Regions from separate parts of the Zea mays genome. Here region 2 is linked to region 1. The links are chromatin contacts, called in public Hi-C maps. All regions are on one chromosome and are shown on one strand. Each heading gives the region's core, a stretch centred on a gene start, on an enhancer-like site or on the middle of the called end of the contact. The rest is flanking DNA. Distances are from core to core; before and after follow the strand shown.

Evidence for each region. Hi-C and Micro-C count contacts between places; a contact is called where the count stands out from the background.
Region 2: a Hi-C map of ear shows a contact between it and region 1, with 1.9 times the contacts expected there. The contact joins the promoter of LOC100193607 here to the promoter of LOC100193883 in region 1. A contact is called at or near these places in 3 of 25 Hi-C or Micro-C datasets (ear, endosperm and leaf) and 1 of 3 datasets of contacts at active chromatin or transcription factors (seedling).

Annotation. Positions count from the first base shown.
Region 1 is chr1:225,497,795-225,501,465 of Zm-B73-REFERENCE-NAM-5.0, forward strand. It overlaps LOC100193883, which reads right to left and starts at 1,640. Exons shown (of 4, transcript NM_001154553.2): 1 at 1,393-1,640; 2 at 1,007-1,090. The coding sequence starts at 1,534.
Region 2 is chr1:225,635,105-225,639,026 of Zm-B73-REFERENCE-NAM-5.0, forward strand. LOC100193607 reads left to right here and starts at 1,566. Exons shown (of 7, transcript NM_001138709.1): 1 at 1,566-1,731; 2 at 2,034-2,093. The coding sequence starts at 2,048.

The DNA.
Region 1 (3,671 bases), core at 390-2,889:
ATTCCTCATGCATATACTAATTATATACCTTATGAAGAATGAGGTGGTGATGGATCAACTCATTCTATTCCACAAACCAAACAAAAAAAGTGAGGAGTGAGAAGATGGACCACCTCATTCCTCAAACCAAACACCCCATTATTGAAGGCATGTTCACTTAGTAATTCATTTTCAGTAGAAACTCAACAACTAACATAAACACATAGTATATTATATAATGGCGTGCAAATAGCTCATTTGTCGAAAGTATAAAATCTTATGAAGATTGATTGATGCAACAAGCAAAATTGTTAAAAACACAAATACAGCAATACTTCAAAACTCACTCCTCTAAGAGCAACTCCAAGAGATTAGCTAAAAAGACTAGCCAAATTTACTAATTTAGCTACTATCTAAAATAGATTTTACAGAAAAAGTGTAGGCTAATCCAACAGATTTGGTAAACCTACGAACTGAATAGAAAGTGAAGCAGGCTATCCAAAAATGGAGGGCGAAGGTGGATGGATAGAGAGCCACTAAATTTGAAGAGTTGTTTACAGAGCCTATTGGATACACTTTTCTACTAATATTAGCTAAATTTACCTTTACAAAACCATATACCTAACCTCTTGGAGTTGCTCTATATTAATGTCATCAGAAAAATATAACATATGCACAGACTGCGTACGAACAAATGGCCTACCAAGAAAACATCATTTTATGAAACATCCATGCTTTGCCATAACTTAATGTAATAACCAAAAACAAAGAAACAATGGATGGATGCACGACGACAATGCTTTCCCATCTTAATCTTAAGAAGAGAAACTTTGGCCAGTGCTGCTAATAAAGTGTATATGTTAAGAGAAAAATATAAACTGCAAGGCATGTGAACATGAACATTATCTCCTAAATAATTTTATCACATCCACCTTTACAAGTGCCCAAATTTATGTATTCGGATCCTAAGCAAACAAGCATCGATGTAATTGTTATGAGAAATGGTACGAGACAGCTGATTGCTCACGGGCGAGGTTTTCGGTGTCGTCGTCGAGGCGCTTGGTGTTGAGGGATGTACCGCTGGATGCCGCCTTGTTCGTACCAGCGTTGTCTGCAGAAAAACACAGATCAAGCAGAATCAGAGAAAGGGAAGCAGCAAAGAGATCTATTAGAAGAGATCAACTCTTCCTCAAACCGTACCAGACTGAAGGATGAAGAATCCCCAAAGTGCACAAAAAACATCATCATAATCAAAGAATAGAAAAAAAAAGAACGAAACCCTATTCGTCGAATCCCATCACCGAACAGCAAACCCGGCTGTGCTGCAAAACGGATGAATCGAAACCCGAAAGATAAAAGACCTCCAAAATCGAGTTAGGGGGGGTAGCAACCAAAATCTATGAAACCACTTACACTTCTTCATGGTATCGATCTCCGCACCGGCGCGGCGCGCGGCGTTGACGGCCTTCTCATCCTTCTTGGCGGCGGCGGTGGGTGCCTTCTTCCGCACAACGACCGGCTCCCAGTCCTGCCTGATCGGTCCGATCCCGGCCATCCCCTTATCCCTCCTTCGCAGTCGCTGAGTCTACGGTCCCTACACGGCAGCCTCTCGCGGGTCTCCCACTCCTCTCTCTCTCTCTCTCTTCTCTCTCTCTTCTCTCTCTCTCTCTCCCCTTTCAAGACGCAACGAAGGGAACGCGAAATGGAGGCGGAGGACAAGAAGAAGATATAGAGGCGGAAGGGGCAGCTTCTCGATAGGGCTGGGCTACCTAAGACTGTCTGCAACGGTTACCCCTAAATTTTTCCCCCTATATCACTTTTTTACATCACATCATCAACATTTCATCCCCTACTTTTTTATCTCCCGCAGCGGTTCCCCCTATATTCTCCCCCTATACCCCACTACAACTATAAAATATCATTTCCTATACCTACTTTTCATTTACTATCAATTTTTCTCTATCTAATAAATACTCACGTGTTACAAAAATACGCAAGAGGAGCCGTTAGCGTTACCCTGCATCTGGCGGTTCACTGTGCATTGCGCTTGTACTGTAGCAGCGGTAGCGGTGAGCGCTGCAGCGTGTAGCGTTGCTCTGCACACGCTAAACGAAGGGGAGAGGGCGTGTGGCGGGATGCGCTGCGCATAGCCTAAGCTGGTCTCGACTAGGATTAGCTTATTTGAATTTTTACTCGAGTTAATCTGATATTATTAACCAGCCAGCTCGTAATCTAAACAAACTAGTACATTTTAGCAAAATAAATTTATATACATATCATTTATATGTTGTATTTATATGTTGTGTTGTATTTATTACCTATAAATTAAACTAATGATTGATAAACTATATTTATACGTTAAATTGGTCTACGTGAATATAACTATGAATTAAACTGATAAATATGTGTGTGAATTGTGAATTGATAAGTGATGAGTTGTATTAATTTAACACTAATGTGTTCTATGAAACTATGAATATAATTAGTATTTTATATTATTTTATATTGTTAAATTAGTTTAAAATTAACTAGAAATTAAATATTATGTATATATTATTTATTCTGCTCTGTCTCACGAGCTAAACGAGTTAGTTCGAGCTCATAAATGAGTTAAGCTAAGTATATAACTCATTAACTTAATAAGTCGAGCCAAACCAGAGAATAATTATGTGTGAATCCGACGAACATGACAGGTGGGACAGGAGTGAAAGAACCGCACGTCGGAGCGATTTCATTGAGTGATAGAACCGCACGTCAGAGCGATTCCACTGAGGAGAACAATGTGCCAGATATTTTCTCACCTACAAGCTACAACGCGGTCTCTTTATTCTTGTGTTTGGATAAGGCTCGATTCCGTCATTCTGTCTTCGTTTTCGGACATATTGGAAACGACCTGAAGAAGCGATAAGAGCTCACTTTTTTCATTTTTGGGCTACCATTCCATTTCCATTTTATCATGAAACAGAAGAAAACTTTCAAAACGAGCCCGTGTAAATAAAACTTTCAAGTTTTCACTATCATTCGTGTTCTTTCTTTGACCTTTTTCGGTCGGTCTTTATACTCATCTTATTCCTCCGGTATCAAAATACAAGTTGTTGGGGACCTTCGGCGTCCGAAGGTCCTCAAAAACAGGATTTAACAGTATTTCTGTAGTACAATATGTGAACAGGTACCCTCAGACTAAAATCGGCATTGCAGCAGACCGGACTAATACGAAGCTTGATACAGAGCCGAAGGTGTTGAGCAGGAAAGCTTCGGCGTAACAGCAGAGAGTGGAACCGACTTAAAGATGAAAAGGCTATTCAGACCTCAATAGATTACTATAGAGTTATTGTCAGATGTAAAGGGCATGAATGTAATTTTGTAAGGGCTGTGTCCCGTGTCTATAAATAGGTGAACAGTATCCCCGTACTGTTCACGCTGACTTGGCATTCGCTTTTTGCGTCACGCTTGTACAATCATTTCCTTCCGATTGAAGGTACACTTGTTCAATAATATTTTTGTTTATGCTCAATAATAATAAATGATTGTTCATGTTTTCCTTTACATTCTTCATATTTCATCCTTCGTCATTATTTGATTAATTTATGAAGGTATGTCCTTCATAACCTTCGTCCGCAAGTCATTATGTCCTAAGGGAAATAGTGCTTCGGAGGACGAAGGGCATTAACGATTAACATTTTCTATGTTGC
Region 2 (3,922 bases), core at 316-2,815, 140 kb after region 1:
AAAAGCTATAACTCAACCAAATACACCTTTAATATCTCATTTGGTAGGGTTGTTTTAGTCGGAGTCGACTCACATTTTTAGAGAAATCATGTTGAATGATTTAATAGATAAGTTAGTTTCTAGCAAAAAATTGCTATGGTCCGTAGAGGAGGTGCCCTCCTCTCGAACAAGTCCTGTGAACAAGCTAACAAAGTATATGTTGAAGTTATTCTAATAAAGTTGCTTGTTGGCGCAACTATGTAAAAAGTTTTTTTCCAGATATATGCTAATATGAAAATTCAGTATTTTAAAGATGTAATTATAATTCGTGATATTCGGTGGTTACCATTGTTCGGTAAGAAAATCTGGTCCGTGCCATTATCTACGTGCGTATAAGGCTCGTTCGAGAAGATGAAAATACCCTTATTGACTCGCCACGATACCGCCACAACCGGCGTCATCGGTGGCCACACTCGTCGGGTGTTGGCGCACCTACAACGATAGCGGTCTACTGCTCTGAGCCATCGTCCTACGCTCGACGAAGGGGCCCTCGTGGCAGCACAGGATGTTGCCGCTCGTCGGGTGGCTGATGTACTAGTACGTGCCGACACAGTGGTGGTCGACAGAAGGGTAGAAACAGTAGAGCAGAAAGTTGGACAACAACAACAACACCAACATGGCTAGCCGCCTAGCTACCTCGCTACCTCTCCCACACGCTTAGGGAAAGAAGCTAGCTGTCCCTCTCTGCAAGGTTCACCCTTGCATGCTCAGGAAGGGTTTGGTTGCTCCCTTTGCCATGCACGCTTGCCTGCTTAGGCTTTCTTTACTTGCGAGCTCGAGATGGCGTTGGGCGCTTTAGGAGCCGACTGTGAAGCATACCGGCCACGAAGAAGAACATGGAAGATGAAGGAATCGACGATGAGAATAACAAGGACCGACGATGAGATAACAGGGACCGCGATCGGCGATGAATCCATTTTGATAGTTATAGAAGGGTAAAAGGACAATACAAATGTACAGTATAAGCACTATCATAGGTAATTGACACGGACCAAATTCTCTAATTGAATAATAGCAACCATCAGATATCATGAATTATAATGGTATATTAGAATACTAAATTTTTATAATGATATATATGTGAGAAACTCAAAGAGAGAGAGAGAGAGCGCGGGTTGCGCCAGATATCATGAATTAGCTAGTATATTAGAATACTAATTTTTTATAATGGTATATATGTTTGAAACTCTAAGAGAGAGCGCGAGTTCTGGCGTAACGCTATCTTAACTGTTGTTGGTGACTAGAGAGGCGTGATACCTATTTTTGGTTTCTATAAAAGATGTGACATGTGAGCTTTAGGCTATTTTTAATAATAATATGTAAATAAGAGTGTAAAATACTGTTTTATATTATAGATGTATTTATTGAAGGGTGAAGTTTGTAACTGAGAGGTGAAACCGACGGATGAGATAGGGAGACTGCTCGATATTCAATTCAACGCACACTGCCACTAGGGCCTTCAGTTCAGCTACATCAGTCAATCCACACACGACACCCCGCACAGCCACACGCGGCCGCGCTGGGAACGAGACTTGGTCGCAGTCGCTCCCGGCTCACGGCTCCTTGCTGCACGCCGTATGCTGTCGCCCGCACCACAAGTCCACGACCAGCACTCCCTTCATAGACCCCCCTCCGGCGAATCCCTCACCAATCCAGCGTTCACACGTCCTTCTTGCTTCAGTCCACTCCAAGGTAAGCCCCAAACCCTAACTTATCTCCGTTTCCGGTGGCATTCGATTTGGGCAGCTAGGGTTCTGTAAAGTTGTTGGATATGGTTAGATCAGGTGGAAGATGCCCAATTTCAGCCACTGGCTATTGAATTTGAGAGACATGGTTACTTGTGCTCTCTACTAGATATTCCGGCCGATTTGTCCTTTTTTTAAAAGCATCAATACGGATTCGATATTTTTTTGAAGCAAATTACTGATTTGAGATTGTTGTTGTACTTTTACAACTTGCTAACGTGACTTTGTATGCTCAACTCACGTATATAGGTTAGGTGGACAATATGTCAAGCTCTAACCAGATGTGTTCTGATGGCAAGTTTGGGAGAGGTAAGCTTTTTGGTTCTTTTCAATTCGTCTTCCTTTCAACTAAGAAAGGAAATACTATAGCGTTCCAAGCTATCTTTTGATGTAGTATGTTGCGTAAATATCCCAAATGGTTAAGTTTGGAACTGCTTTTGATACAGACATAGAATTATGGATATTTTGATTTATGATCAAGACATAAATTGACTTGTGGATTTTTGCAAATGTTTCAGTGACAGTGTTCTTGCTGAGGCTATTTCTTGTTATGTTTTTGCTCTTGCTATCCTCTATATCCTCTATTGCACTATTAGTTTTGATTGTACCTTTTGACAATGCCATGTGGAATTTCTAAGTAATTTGACTTAACACAATCAACTTTGTACTTTAATTTTGCAACCCTTGTGGCATTTGCATTGGACCTAGTCTAGGAGACCTTGATATAATGCACCTTTTTGATACAGCTAATTAGGGCAACCAATTGTGAATGAAAACTTGAAAAGTACACCTTAATAAGCAATTAATGCAGGTCTGTTGCCAGCCATAAATATTGTGAAAATACATCTTAGGTAAAAAAACCTTATGGTCCAACGTAGGTTTACTGCGCAACAAAAATAAGGGGCAGACCCACTGCCGGAGGCTCCCACATGGTTGGGGTATGGAGAAGGGATAAACTGAGGAAAAACCTCTCTCTCTCTCCCCCTGCAAATGCGGAGAGGCTGCTTCGAACTCGTGACCTAGTGACTGAGTGAGACAGCTCTCACCACTGTAACAGGCATGCCTTCTGTGGCAATAATAAGGAATAAAAGAACTTTCTCTTGTCTCCATCCGGTTCCATTTGGCTGTTGTGTTGACCCCCTTACCAGGACTATACACGGAGCCAAATAAGATGAAGGTCACAGGGGTGTGCTACAGCTCAGTGAAGGGCCAGACACCACAAGATCGCTGAATTTGGCTGTGGTGTAGATAGAGACACTAGAGACTTGACCTAGGTAATGGTGGCACCTCCTGATCCGACTCCTTGAAGCTCGATGTGGTTGGTGGGGAGGTCAATCTGGTGACAAGGACCTTCACTCAACTGGAGAGTAGCTCAATCTGGCAGCCAAGAGCTCGATTATTTTGTAGCATTTCTGATTGTGGTGGAGGGGTGTCAGCCATGAAGTATGGGAGCAGGGAAGAGGTGCCTATTTAGGGAAATCGCTGGTAAGGGAATGTGAACATGAAGAGGACCTCTACTGGGGAGCGGAAGCAGAGTGGCCTTTGCTATGATGGGAAGATGAACGCCATAGGGTGTGTTTCGTTTGTCTGCCCCACTCATTCTGCATGGATGAGCCATATAAAGCTGAGCGAGAAGTCTGAAGTCTGTTTGGTTGGCTGCATGCCTGGATGAGCAGATACAATTGCATGAGTGCATACAGGCTGGTGGAATACACCAAAATCGAGCTTCACTGTCGAGCCAGGCTGAGTGGGTACAGTATAAAGGTGATGGGCCCACGTGTCAGTCTTGCAGGTTAGAGAGGTTGCATCTGCCTCATGCAGGCAACCAAACAACATCTTCGTTTTTTTTCATCCGCTCATGCAACCCCCTCACCAAACACCTTTTCTGAAATACGGTTCCACTCAGTCTGCATTCCCTCAGCCTGGATATATGATGCAAACCCCATACACCAGCCAAACACACCCATAGCTGCAGAAAATGGGAGGGATGATTGGAGCTATAGGTTTTGTTTTCTACTATATTATGCCTTGTGACCTGCCAACAACCTTTTTTGAGTGATACAAGTTGTGACAGGGAGGAGGTAATAAAGCTCACTTTATCAGGTGGCCCACCCCTATGGTCATATTGACCGTAAGTA